Linked DNA regions of Gossypium hirsutum: region 2 is linked to region 1. The links are chromatin contacts, called in public Hi-C maps. All regions are on one chromosome and are shown on one strand. Each heading gives the region's core, a stretch centred on a gene start, on an enhancer-like site or on the middle of the called end of the contact. The rest is flanking DNA. Distances are from core to core; before and after follow the strand shown.

Region 1 (7,284 bases), core at 1,492-3,991:
TATAAATTAATGATTCTGGGTAATAGTTTCTTATATGCATATATATTGTCAGAAAATTTTATTATATATGTACAAAGTTTCTTACCATATTCTAGGTTTTTCCGTAATATAGCTTTTCTCATTGATTTAAATTTTGACATTTTTTTTAAATATAATAAATAGTTGCACATGGCAAATTTTTATAGCGATAAATGGTATATTCTTAGAGGAACCACTTTACTTTTATTGTAATCTCAAATTAATATAGTATATATATATATGAATGATAAATTTAAGGTTTAAACACATAAAATTTATATAAGCTAAATCTTCTGATTAGAAAAAAAATTCAATTTAATTATTTTTAACTATCGGTATGTTTATTTTCAATTAAAACTTGACCATTTGATGGTGGTTAACGGATAATATATAATTTTCTTCAGTTTTTTTTGTCTAATGAGAACGCAATATATAAAATACAAGATACAAAATAATTACACTGAGAACAATAATTTATAGGGTTAGAAGTTATAAATCTAAGAAATGAGCAATAGCCCAATGACCAAGCATTACTGCATCCTCCCTAGAATCCCAAGTTCTTTCCATTTGTTTTAAATTTTTAGCAGGAGGGTTTATTTGCCAAAACAACCCCTAAATTTGCATAACTTTTCCTTTTAACTCATTTCCTAGTCATATTAGGATTTTGGTTTCTCTAAACAACCCTAATTAGAATTTATTTCCCTATTTCTTTCCAATTCTTTCTTCATCCTTTCTTTTGCAAAATTTTTCTCTACATTGCTGAAATTTTAGTTTGATCCCGAGCTTTAGATCAATCACGTTCAATCCGCTTTCGTGTTGGTTTAGCATCAAATCCATTCTATCGTGCCAAGTTCGGTAAGTAATCTCATTCCTAATTTTGTAGAACCCTAGGAATCTGTCCAAACATCATTCTTGATAAATTTTCTAAAATCAATTCTGAATCTTTAATGGGTTTTCCTGAAATCTTGTTAAAACTCGTTAAATCCTAAACATCAATAGTAATTCTTATGTTTTTGTCAATCGAAAGATCCATTGTAGGTGACTTGGATCAGATTTGGACATAAGGATCGTCGTACAAGACCCCAAAAGTCAGATGTGTGTTCTTTTACAAGAAAATCGAGGCAAAATCAAACCCAACCCAGACCACACGGCCTAGACCCTCCCACACGGTCATGTGACCCACACGACTTAAGCCATTACACACAACCATGTGCCCCTATTTCTTAAATTTTGTAGTTTTGCTCAAAATTTTATGTTTTGTGCATATTAGTCCCTGAATGGTTCTCGAACTGATTTTAGTGCTTAATTTATGCAATTAAGTCCCTATTAGTTTGAATAATGTTTGAATCCATGATTTAATTAATTGAATTATTGCTAAATATATACCCGATGGTATGAATTGTGAGTAATCATGTTAATTGTTTCTGTGGTGCCCTAAACGTCCTGACCCGAATTTCGAACGTCACATTAACCGCCGAAGTGACTCTCCATCAAAACACCACAAAAACACACCATCCCGCCAATCACACATAGCAATCATTTAGAGAATAATTAAAATCCTAAAATCATGCTTCCCCTGCGCTACTCTGAACATCAAATCAACAACAAGACTAATTCGTAATTTAGTATTTAACAAGCAATTACCTCGAAAACTTCAGTTAAACATACATGCATGCAGTAGGGTATTTTTAAAAGGCTATATTTGTAGGGACTTGGAAAACCGTTTTGTTTAAAAACAAATTATTAGATTTAAAACGTAATATATGGTAATATGTTGGGAAAACTCCATTTCACAAAGTTTAACAATAGTATTGTAGGATTAAATGTATAAGTCTTATTTTGGAAAATTTATTAAAGCATCCCGCACAACCTCATAAAATTATTAATTAATTATTTATCAAGCATTTAACAATTCACACGACTTGACCAAATTTTGTGTTACATCTCATACATACTAAGCACATATTTTTATCCTCTTAATTAGATTAACATTATTATCTGGGTTTATATTTTATATATAAATAGGGGGGAAGTTTGTGAGTATTTCTATAGTTTATCTGGTTCTAACAAATATTACATTTAATAAATGTAGTGTTTTAAACTGATGGATTAACAAATCCAGTCTTGCGCTCAACTAATTAGTAGTTAAATTATTAGAGTACTACTTAAAAGAAGCACAACATTGGATTCAGAAATAGGGTTAGTAGACTGTCAATTTTAGATGAAAGGAACCCAGGATTCCCCCACCGTTCAACAATAATTCCTCCATCATTCACTTTTATTCTCTTACACGTGTAATGTCCTAAGATAATTCCATTATTTCACACAATTAGATCATCTACTTTTACAACAACATAAATTAGTCTAAATAATTAACATTCTTAAATATTTTGGTTAAAATGAATGTGTAAATTTCTCTTCCAACACTTCTAGCACACACAAAAATATATACATTGCCATAATAAGTTGGTTTAAAAGAAAATGTGCTAATTATTTGGACTAACTCAAGATATTATAAAAATATAAGAACAAAAATATATCAAATTAAAGCATAGATACTAAACTTAAATTTAAACGGAGCATAATAAAAACTTGTTCAATAAAAAAACTTATAATTTTTTTAAATAATTATTTTAATTGTTTATAATATAATATTAGAAGTGAGGAATGATGTGACAGTGCTTGACCTTATGTCAAATGGAGGTTGTCTTTAGAAGATAATTGCACTAAAATAATATATTAAATTGATGGGGATATCTTGATCAAGCAGACCTTAATTATAATATCAGCATATGAGTCAAAAGTAACAGGGGAGGCCAGTTAAGTGCTGAACTGGGGCTGATATTGGTGATATTATCTGCCCAAAATTAGACCTTATACCCTCAAAGGCCACAACCCCAATAATAAGTATAGATAATAGCGATAATAGCCGGGGTGAATGAGACACTGGTGTTTGCAAGCTACTCGAGTTCAATTTAAAAAAATTTGAACTCGATTTAGTAATTATTGAGTTGAGCTCAGAGCTCCAGCTATCAATCAAGCCGAATTTGAGCTTAGTACTAATTGACTTGAACAACTCACAAGTCTTATTGAGTTTTTCATATTTTCATATTATTAAATTATGTTATTGCCCTTAATATATATTATTAACTATAAGCTTAATTATTGAGTTAAGCTCGAGTCGAATTTGAGAAGAAAAATAGTAAACGAGCTTAAGCTCGAGTAGCTCAATTATATCTAAAGCTGAGCTTGAGCTTAAAAATAAATGTTTGATTGAGCTCGAGCCGTGTATTTAACTCTGAATTTTGAGTCCAACTCAAGCTCAAACTTGATAGTATTCGGGCTCGACTCGATTACACTCTTACAATAGCCCAAAAGCCAATTATGGGGGGATCATGCATGTGTGTAAAATACTGTTAACTAGATTGTATGTGGTTGTATATCCATGTTGACCATCCCTACATAAATCCAATTTATTCTAGATTGTGTTATTTCAAAAATATTAAGAGGAGAGTAAATTGATGCTTTAAAGATCTTAAAAAGAAGGGTTTTTTACGAAAATAATTCAAAAAATAAAAATAAAAAAAACCAAAATAGTATACCATTTTTTTAATTTACCAAAATGGTACAAAAAAATAAAAAAGTTAAAAAAAAAAAGCTGTTGATGGAAGTGACAGGACCCTGTGGAGGGCCTGTCACAGGCGGCACTAGTGGTGCCAGTGGCAGAGGCGACACCAAAGGTGCCACTGTCGGCACCAGCCCTTATATTGGGTTGGGGGGACTATTCGACTAAAGGAGAAGAAAGAAGGAGAAGAAAGAAAAAGAAAGAAAAGGAAAGTAAAGGAGAAGAAAGAAAAAGAAAGAAAAGGAAAGGAGAAGAAAGGAAAGAAAAGGAGAAGAAGAAGAAGAAGAAGAAGAAGAGCGAGGGAAGGAAAAAGAAAGAAAAAAATAAGGTAATTTTTTTTTGTAATATTTGTGTAAAAAATCTATGTTATGTACATTATATATGTTTTATTATTTTATTTAGCATATATATTTTATGAAATTTATTTAGCATGAAAAAACTCATGTTATGTACATTCTATGTTGATTAGATAATTTTTTTATGAAATTTATTTAGCATGTTGTAATGAGTTTTTTTACAAAAATAGCATTAAAAATAAAATAATAAAAAAATATGTTTAAGAAAACATAAAATATGAAAAAAATGTAAAATAATAAAATACGAAAATAAAATATTTTTTGAAAGTAATAAAATTTGAAAAAAATACGAACAAAGAGCCGAAATAAGGGTTTTTTACTAAATTAATGCATTTAAAACATAATGTACTAAAATAACGTAAAATAATAAAATATAAAAATAATATATTTTTTGAAACAATGAGGCTTCGGTAAAAAAATATGAACAAAGGGCTGAAATAAGGTTTTTTTACTAAATTTATTTAAAAAACACACTAAATTAATACATTTCAAACATAATGTACTAAAATAATGTAAAATAATAAAATAATAAAATAATATATTTTTATTGAAAGTAATAAAATTCGGGAAAAAATACGAACAAAGGGCCGAAATAAGGGTTATTTTTTTAAATTTATTTAAAAAACACACTAAATTAATAAATTTTAAACATAATGTACTAAAATAATGTAAAATAATAAAATTAAAAAATATTATTTTTTTAAAAGTAATAAAATTCGGGAAAAAATACGAATAAAGGGCCAAGATAAGGGTTATTTTTTGAAATTCATTTAAAAAACACACTAAATTAATACATTTCAAACATAATGTACTAAAATAATGTAAAATAATAAAATTATAAAATAGTATATTTTTTAAAAGTAATAAAATCCGGGGAAAAAATACGAACTAAGGGCCGAAATAAGTGTTTTTTTAAAATTTATTTAAAAAACACTAAATTAATACATTTAAAATATAATGTACTAAAATAATGTCAAATAATAAAATTAGAAAATAATATATTTTTATTGAAAGTAATAAAATTCGGGAAAAAAAATACGAACAAAGGGCCGAAATAAGGGTTTTTTAATTTATTTAAAAAACACACTAAATTAATACATTTCAAACATAATATACTAAAATAATGTAAAATAATAAAAATAGAAAATAGTATATTTTTTTAAAGTAATAAAATCCGGGAAAAAAATACAAACAAATGGCCGAAATAAGAGTTTTTTACTAAATTTATTTTGAAGTTGCAGGCATCGTAATGGCTCGATTGATTAACGACGATCCTCACATATCTGATGCGGCTAATAATATGGTAATATATTATTATTTTTTAATCACGGGTTCTATTAAAAAAGGATATACGTAATATATAGAAATAAATCATGTTATCCTAATATTTATTTTTTGTAATTTAACACTATCAGGGCTCGTACCGCGTATTAAGGGGCCGGGTGAATGGTATAGGATATCCCCCAGATTCACGATTGATGCCCTACTCGGAGCAAGCTGGATTCGGGTCAGCAGCATTGATCCAGACGTTCGACTTGCAGTATGATTTAATATTTGCACTAGTGGAGCGGTGGCGCCCGGAGACCCTCACTTTTCATTTTCCGTGTGGGGAGTGCATAGTAACCTTAGAGGATGTTGCACTGTAGCTTGGGCTCTCAATCGATGGGAGTCCCGTAACGAGAGAAACTGCATTTACTGAGCCGGCTGCACTATGTTATCAGCTACTAGGAGACTCACCAAACGATGATGAGTCAAATTTTACGGGCTTGAAATTTACATGGCTGAAAGCCAAATTTGGACAGCTATCAGCTAATGCCACTGAAGGAGAGTTGATGTGCGCTGCTCGAGCGTACAACATGCATATTATAGGGGGAGTACTGATGCCCGATTCAAACAACAACAAAGTTCATATCATGTACTTAACCCTATTAGCTGATTTGACCAATGTCCGCTCGTATAGCTGGGGCTCTGCCGTTCTGGCAGTGTTGTATCGAGAGCTTTGTCGGACGACAAAGCCTTCTGTTGTAGACATGGACGGATGCCTTACATTGTTGCATCTTGGGCGCTTTATCGGATGCCATTTTTGGCATCGGTTACACACCAACCATATGTTTATCCACTAGTTAACAAGTGATAAAATATATAACTTGTCATTAATTGTAGTCATACTATATTGACTGATGTTACCAACCATACTATATTTGTTTTTGTAGGTGGAGTATTTATCCGGGTATCGGGAGGTCATACACTGTCCCGATATACCGGCTGATGATCGAACAGCATGTCGGGGAAGGGGTAAGCTATTCTAATATTCGTGACAGCTTACTTTTTATATCTTACTCACACTGTGTTAAATTATAACCATGTTATTAATCATGCAGTTTATATGGATGTCATATTGTAGACCGGAAATTGCAGCTATGATACCCTTGTTTGCCTACGTTCATTCTCAAATGTGGTGCACTAATGCACCAATTATAAATTTCAATATAGTCAAGTGGTACCATGGGGATCGAGTGCTACAATAGTTTGGTTGCATCCAATATATCCCGGATCCGCCATGCGATGCGGGGGTGGATCACTGCATTAACAAGAGAGGAAAATCGCAGTTGGATTGGGGGGTTAAGCACCGAAAATTTGTTGCGCAGTGGAACGACCGGATGGGTTGAATACCTCAGATGGTTATGGCTTCCTATTTGCAACCATCAAGGTAGCCAACCTGTAGAATGTAGATGAGAAGACAGATGCAATCGGAAGATGTCGTGTTTTCAACAACACAGCATTGACCCCCTCCACTAAGTTTGTGGTCATTTGACCATAACGAAATCCCTCATCAAAACTTTGAGCCCATTGCCACGGCTCCATTGTACCCAACCATTGTCGGAAAGATGTGTTTGTTTGACCCTCCATGTCACTCTCAAGTCAAATAATTCTTTGGCGGAAAATATGTGGCTCTAACTTGTACGCTATATACGTATTAAGAAAAGATAAGTTTCAGTAACTCGATAACATAAAACATTACAACTTATATTGAAAAGATAATGTTATCATTTACCCATTGCCACTACTTTTCTCTTCCAGTCTGCATTCTTATGATCTTTATGGAAGTTAGCTACAATGTGACGGATGCAATAAACGGATCTCCATGGCACACCGGAACGCCTAATTGCTGCAATTAAACCTTTCCCTCTATCGGAGATGATGCAAATATTATTGTTGCTAATAACATACCTCCGCAGGTTGGTAAGGAAGAATTCCCAAGATTCCAAGTTCTCCTTATCTATG
Region 2 (7,284 bases), core at 2,929-5,428, 39 kb before region 1:
TGAAATGAATTAGAATGAATGAACGCATGTTGTTTATATTTGTATTCTGCATTTGCATGGGTTGGGATATTGTGAAGAAGGAAGTGATTTGCTGTAAATTAGTGGCTAAGCCACGATGCGTATAAATATGAATCTGGCGCTCTGTCCCATTTCAATCTAGCAGTTAAGCTACGCCTCTATAAACGTGTCAAACAGACACTGTATGGTGTGTAGAGTTGGTTGGGCATTGAATGCCTTTAACTATGTGTTGGGTTGGCCAAAAACAATGTGTAGTGGATAGGGGTAGGACTATCTGCATCTGAATCTGATCTGTTTTGTTCTGTATATTAAACTGAAATTACTTCTGCATATGTAACTGATTTGTTCTGTCTGAACTGATATTGCTTCTATTACCTAATCAAGTCTTGGGATTTAGGAATTATCTTATAAATGAGTTTTAATTGAACAAACGTCTTTTACGCACTGAGTTCACAACTTATTTTGTTATTGATTGGATTTCAGGTGGTTCTCAAACTTGAACGAGTCGGGGCTACGGGAGCTTGATCAAACTTTTATCTTTTCTTTAATTACTACTATTATAAATTTTGATATTCTATGATATTATGATGTTTGGGAAGATTATATACTTAGTTAATTGCTGTGATTAATATTATATGCTGAATGATTCACTTTGATTGTGTTATAAATGTGGTATTCTTAATATCGATGATGTAACTCTCTAGATTTGGTCTAGACGTCTAGGCCAGGTTTAGGGTGTTAGAAGTAGATATATTTTTACATTGGGAGGAGGAGCTGTGTCATGGAAATCTTCAAGACAAACGATTATAACCAGATCCAAAATGGAATCTGAGTTTGTAGCTCTAGACAAATCTATAGAAGAGGCTGAATGGCTTTGAAACTTCTTGGAGGATATTCCTGACTGGCCAAAGCTTGTGCCCACAATATGCATATATTGTGATAACTAAGCAACAATTGGTAGAGCATAGAACATAATGTATAATGATAAGTCGATACATATGCGTTGTCCACACCATATCGTTAGATAACTGATCCCAAATGGAATTATCTTTATTGATTTTGTAAAATCAAAAGATAACATTGCGGATTCACTAACTAAAGACTTAAATCGAAATCAGGTTGATAAAACATCGAAAGGAATAAAAAAACCCCATAAAAATTAATTGTGCTATGTGAAGGAAAACCCAACCTAGTTGACTAGAAATTCCAAGATCTAGGTTCAAAAGGATAACCTACTTGCATAGACCTTGTGAGGTCACTATGGAGGTTCTTATACCAAGTCTGTTCCCATGATATAAATAATGATTAAAAGTGGGATATGTTAATCAATGCTTTTAATGACCGTTGTGTGTTTTGTTGTGCCAAACAACATAAGTCACCTATGTGAGAGTGAAGTGGGGCTACTTCGAGGAGACTACTGGGGCATAGTTCTCTCAAACTTTTGCAGAACCATGAGATGTTCACGATCATATGAACATATCCATGAGAACTAAAACCTTGTTAGGGAGGTAGTTGTATGAGGTATATCATCGTTTACACAAAGGTAGAACAGTTCAAGGACATCGCGTCTACTGGTAAGCTAGTAAAGCAAATATACTTTCACAATGGAAGGTTCAAGGGTTGATGCCTACCTATCCTATGAAACTATCTATCGTAAATTCTATCACCACATCGAGTCAATATTTTTTGTTAAAACTATCAATTTCATTCATGTGGGGGATTGTTGGAAAAAAATAGGTTTTTTGAAGCTTTGAGGCATATTCTCGATTAGTAAAAGTGGATATTTGAATCATAAAATTATGGTTTTACATTCTACCCCATGAGACATTTACAACAGTATATCATATGCTCAAAATGTTTTAGTGATGAATGAGAAATTGATGCTCAAAGTAAGCCACTTGTGAATTATGTTGAGGAAAATGGAAAGATTAGTTCTAAATTTGTTAGATATCCAGTGTGGAATATGTTTATATATACGAATCAACTTGGTGGTTATTGAATGACTAAGTTAATACTCTCCCTCGCGCGCAAGGGGGCTACAAATCCAAACCTGCCGGGGTTGGGGGTGCACCCGTACGACGTGGGCGATGCAAAATGTCCGGACCGATCGGGACCTTCTAGGCCTGCAGCTATTTTAGCCCAATACGTAATTTTATTTTTCCTCAGCAGAGTTTATATCTGCAAATTCTGTTTGGAATTAAAAAGACAAATATTATATTGAGTTTAATGGCTCATTTAATCCAGACATTAATTTGGGTTTTTAATGGCTCATTAATTCACGGACGTTAATGGCTTCATTAGTCAAATTTCTAAAAGTTATTTCATTTTGAATATTTTTATTTAAACCAAAATAATCTGCAGGAGAAACACACACTAAATTTTCCTACAAAAATTACGAGATCTTTTTCCTGCATATTTTGAACTTGTATTCGGTGATAGAAGAAAGCTAGGCTATAGTTTGTTGATCACTGCAGCTGTGCTCATCTTGTTGTTGTATCCTGGGAGACAGTTGACCAATGTTTCTCCAGCACCAAAGGAGCGACCGAATCTATCTTAAGGAAACTGTGAAAACATGCTTCAATTACCAGTCGGATTTCTGCCTACCTACGAGTACACAATTTCGATCCAATTTTATTTCCAATTTCTATTTTTCAGATTATATATATCTATATTGTTTTGGTTTGATCTTGTGATTTAATCAATATTTTACATTACTGTTAATTTCACTAATGTATTTGCAACACGTGGGAGGGATATCTTTGATGAGACTAGAATGTTTATGATACGATAAACCCTGCCATTCATTTTGACTTGGTGGGATGAAGCAATTGAGCCCATGTGATGTTTGGTGACCAACAACTACATGTTCCCAATGAATATTAGGCCATCCAATGTTTAGATGGTCATCCTAGAATGGTGAGCTCACAACAGACCTCCCGACTTGCTAGTGGCAGACTTGTTATTCGGGCACTTTTTTGGCTTACCACGTGCTTTTGTCACGGGCCAAAGTTCAAAGCCCGTGACTATCGCACCAAATGCATCCAATGGAGGTCTATTTCTCAGATGGGGATCATTTGGCCCACAAGAACTGGCCCGATTCAAAGAGCTATTGGACAAGCCTGTCAAATTGAAGCCTAGTTGGCCCGATAATGAAGAGATGGCAACTTAGGCTAATATGGTAACTAATATTAGAAGATAGAGGGGAATCATGTCTTGTAAATATTAGATTAGATTTGATAAGGCTTATCTTGTAAATCCTTAAAATTAAGGGATATGGTTAAATCTCATCCGTCGATGTAAATGTATCTTGATCGTCGGTTTTGGGGGAGCTCAACTATAAATAGAGAGCATCCCCCTCATTTGTACTCATTCTATTGTATTCTGAATTCTTAAGAGTAATAGAACTCTGAGAGCATTTACTCAAACACCTTGTGTGCAACCTTTTCTGTGGCTTTCTGTTGTTCTTTGGTTAGCTTCTTTTGGTATAAATCGCTTCCGCTCTTCAATTTGGTGCCTTGGAGGAGTTCTAAAAGAATCCTCACTTAAGTTAAGGCTGACTTAGGCGAGTTTAGACGAACGGATCGCCTAAGGCCGCACGGATTACGAGACAAAAGGTCTAGCCCCGTGACACTTTGACGTGGATGGGGATATAATAAGTTTTTAATTATCTTTCTAATTTTGAGTTTAAAATTGTACTAATTATTCTTTATTTTATATCTAACTATTATAAAACATATGTAATAAATAAATATTTTTCTCATGTTATTACAATATTAACTTAAAAACTCGTTCCAAATGTTGCAATTTTAGTTTTAGTTTGTTTCTAAACATCTTAGCTAAATGTGAAGCAATGGTGTAAAACAAATTTAAAAAGTAAAGCTATCGATGGGTCGAGTTAAGGCTCGGTTACAAATTTTTTTAAGCTTAGGCCTATGTTTGGGCTAGCCTAATTAAAAAAACCCCATTTCACTTTTTAAAAAATATTAAAAAATATTTTTTATTGATGTTATATATAATTTTATAATTAAATTTAAATTTTATTAATAAAAAAAATTGGGGACAGATGTATTAAAAAGTAGGAGTGGGAAGTGAAACAGTGAATAGACAGAGGTATGCCAATAAAGTCATTTCTCGAAAAGGGTCATCGCACTCGAGGAATTGGGGTCACTTCTTTGGACAAAAAGACGAGATAATGGGAGCCACTCAAGCTAATACCCTTTATTCTTCCACCCTTTTCTTATAAATTACTAAAAAAGTCTTCAGGTTCTTGACTCTTTCATCAATTTATTATGGTCAATGAAGGACTGAAATATTTAATAAACTTGCTGCTTCATAATATTTAATAATAATGAGAAAATAAAAAAGATGACTCCAAAACCTTCACCTAATCCTTATTTCTTCGATAATTACAATGTTATTTCATGGGTTTCAAGTTTGCTTTTTTTATTTTATTATAAAAACAAAGAAAAACTAATTTAAATTATTAAGATCACAGAATTAGTGACTCAAACAACTGTTTCAAAAAATACCCGCACATCAAACTTTCCTACACATTTCAATCTTTAAAAGACAAATATCAAAAATTGGGTTCTAGTACCCAAAACTTCATCAACTATTGTTGATGTTAGTAGGCAATCCATATCTCATATTTATTTAAAGGTCATTATTGCAGTAACTGTGATTGTTACTTTAGTTTACAGAGGCAGATCCTTTTCTTCTTCATCCATCGAGTGCTGGGGAACTTTTCCAAAGCACAATATAAAACCAAATCCACAGTGCTGAATATTATGTCTCCACATTATTGGCTTTCCTCATTTTTCCCTTTTTTTTAGACAATGTTTTATATTACGAAAGCATCTGTTACGTCAGATTGTTGTATAAAAAAAGATTAAAGGAAAAAGAAAAGGGCTCGTATTATTTTTTTGGCATTTCAACTATTTTCTTTTTACTTTAGTACTTAAATTATTTCTTCATCTTAGTTTTAGTCCAAAAGTTAATAGTGTTTTAAAAAATAAACATGAGAATGTGCTACTTGACATTTTCTTTAAACTATATTTCATGATATTGTCGTTCAATAGCCACATCATCAATGACATGTAAAAAATGTAATTTGCCTGTTTTTCTTATATCATTAAAATTAGAATATGTAATAAATCTATTTACTTTTTGAAAATTTAAAATTTAGTCTCTTTACTTTTTATTTTATTAATTTAGTTCTTTTATTTCTTAAATTTTAAAATTCAGGTCAGGTCAACTATTAATATTTTTAATTTTTTTTGTTAAATTTAAGTTTATTATAATATCATTTTTTACTTATATGGTTAGGGATTGCTCTTTTTTTTAATTTAAAAATGTTACACCAATAAATTTAACAGAAAGTTTAACAGTATTAACAGTTGGACATAAATTTTAAAATCTTAAAAGTAAAGAAACTAAATTCTTGAAAAAAAAATACAAAGACTAAATTTTAAATTTTAAAAAAATCCAAAAACTTATGTCATATTTAGTTAACCTGCCATTAACTTTTAGACTAAAACCTATTAAAGATAACTAAGATGGACAAAAAATTCAAGTAGGAAAGTAAATATATATAGTTAATGAGGCCAAAAAATTCCAACATTCGTGTATATTAAATGTGTCATAGTTAATACATTAATTTTTGTTAAGCATATTGATAAGTTGTGAATTCTCTCTTTAAAGTTTTATGGTTTGAAATACTCAAAATCTTATAGAGTAGAGTACTAAAAAAAGGATAAATTACACCAACAATCATTTAACTTTTGGGTAGTTGACAAAACAGTTACATTAGTTTTATTTCAGTCACTCAACTTTAGAAAAATGACGAAACAGTCACTAATGTTATCAAAAAGTGACAAAACAGTCACTTATTAACATTTTTCGTTAGTGTCTTAACGGGACCGCTAATGTGGCAAGTTAACTAGCTGATGTGGCCAGTTAACTTGCATGTTGGTGAAGCAGTTGAAGGGTCAAGGTTTGGGTGGGTTTAGGGAAAAATTCTAAAGGGATGGGTTGGTTTAGGGCAAAATAACAGATATTGATTGTGATTAAAGGGAGGAGGAAACGAAAATCTGAAGAGCTTGATTCTCATCAATGAAGCACTGAAGCACACGGTTCAGTCCTCTACATTCCCCTTCTAAATACCTACTCTTCATCTGAAGATCCTTGACATACATCTTCTTCCTCTCCCTTGATCTCACAACTGCATATCTATTTCTCAACTGCTTGAAAAAGAAACCATTTAGATCCATCAATTGTAGTGATATCATTTATTGTCTTTAGTTTTAGGTATTCACAAAATACTTGGGTTTGTATGAAAGTCGGAAAGATCAATCAAGCTTTAAAAGTAAAACTAGATTGAGCTTGAGTTCCTTAGGTAAGCCATTACACCTCTACCTCAAATTAGACATGCAAAAAACAAAATTGAAACATAATGAAGTTTCAAAGAACAATAGACAAAGACGATAAATTGCGAATATCCATTTATACCTTTTCTGTTTCGTAGCAATGGGATTGTTTTTATCGACGTCGGTGTGGGTTTGGCTTTATTTGTGCAAATCACCACCGTCGACACCAACCATAACGCCACCACTACAAGGAGGTGAATCAACCAGTAAATCAACCAAGAAATATCATCGAGGACAGGTTGAGTCGCAACCCTATGATCAAAATTATCATCCTCCATCAAAACCTTCTCGATCTCCCTGATCCACGAAAACACCGCCAATTCTTCATCGGGATTCTGGGTTGAACAAGGTTCAGGAAGAAGTTCTGTTACCTATTACGATTCATTATCTAAGATATCCCCGAAATCGGGTAAATCAACCTCAAGAAAAAACGTATCCCAATTGGTTTCCTCCATGAAAACCCAAAGATTTATAAAAGGGGTGTAATACCAATTATTTGCCCGGGCCCACATAATAAACCAAAATAGAAAAAATAAACAGTCCAACACTAGCAGGCCCAATAACAGGCCCAACAGCCAATTTTCAAACCCTAGCCCAGCAAAATCAATTTGCTGAAACCCTAAGAGCCTCCCTAAACTCAGCCGCCGCCCTCAAACGACTCCAGCAAGTGTCCAATCATCGTAAGACTCGGAGACGACCCTCTCCACGCGCGCCGTTTGCTCCACAAACACCTGCAAACACGGACTCAAGGTGTCCAAAGGAGAAAAAACAGCAAGCAATAGTTTTACTTGTTTATTTTCTTTTTCGGGCTAGAAAAAGCCACTGCGAATCTATAAAGGGG

Evidence for each region. Hi-C and Micro-C count contacts between places; a contact is called where the count stands out from the background.
Region 2: a Hi-C map of hypocotyl shows a contact between it and region 1, with 2.8 times the contacts expected there. The contact joins two enhancer-like sites. A contact is called at or near these places in 7 of 34 Hi-C or Micro-C datasets (anther, callus, fibers and 2 more).

The regions. Positions count from the first base shown.
Region 1 is chrD01:20,871,573-20,878,856 of Gossypium_hirsutum_v2.1, reverse strand. No RefSeq gene overlaps it. Among protein-coding and RNA genes, the nearest start is that of LOC107922081, 47 kb to the right of the region's middle. Within about 2 kb of position 2,741, at least 1 of the 9 cell types and tissues checked has an H3K27ac peak or open chromatin away from gene starts, as enhancers often do. A contact at or near this core is called in hypocotyl, where this site is marked.
Region 2 is chrD01:20,912,240-20,919,523 of Gossypium_hirsutum_v2.1, reverse strand. No RefSeq gene overlaps it. Among protein-coding and RNA genes, the nearest start is that of LOC107920923, 14 kb to the left of the region's middle. Within about 2 kb of position 4,178, at least 4 of the 9 cell types and tissues checked have an H3K27ac peak or open chromatin away from gene starts, as enhancers often do. A contact at or near this core is called in hypocotyl, where this site is marked.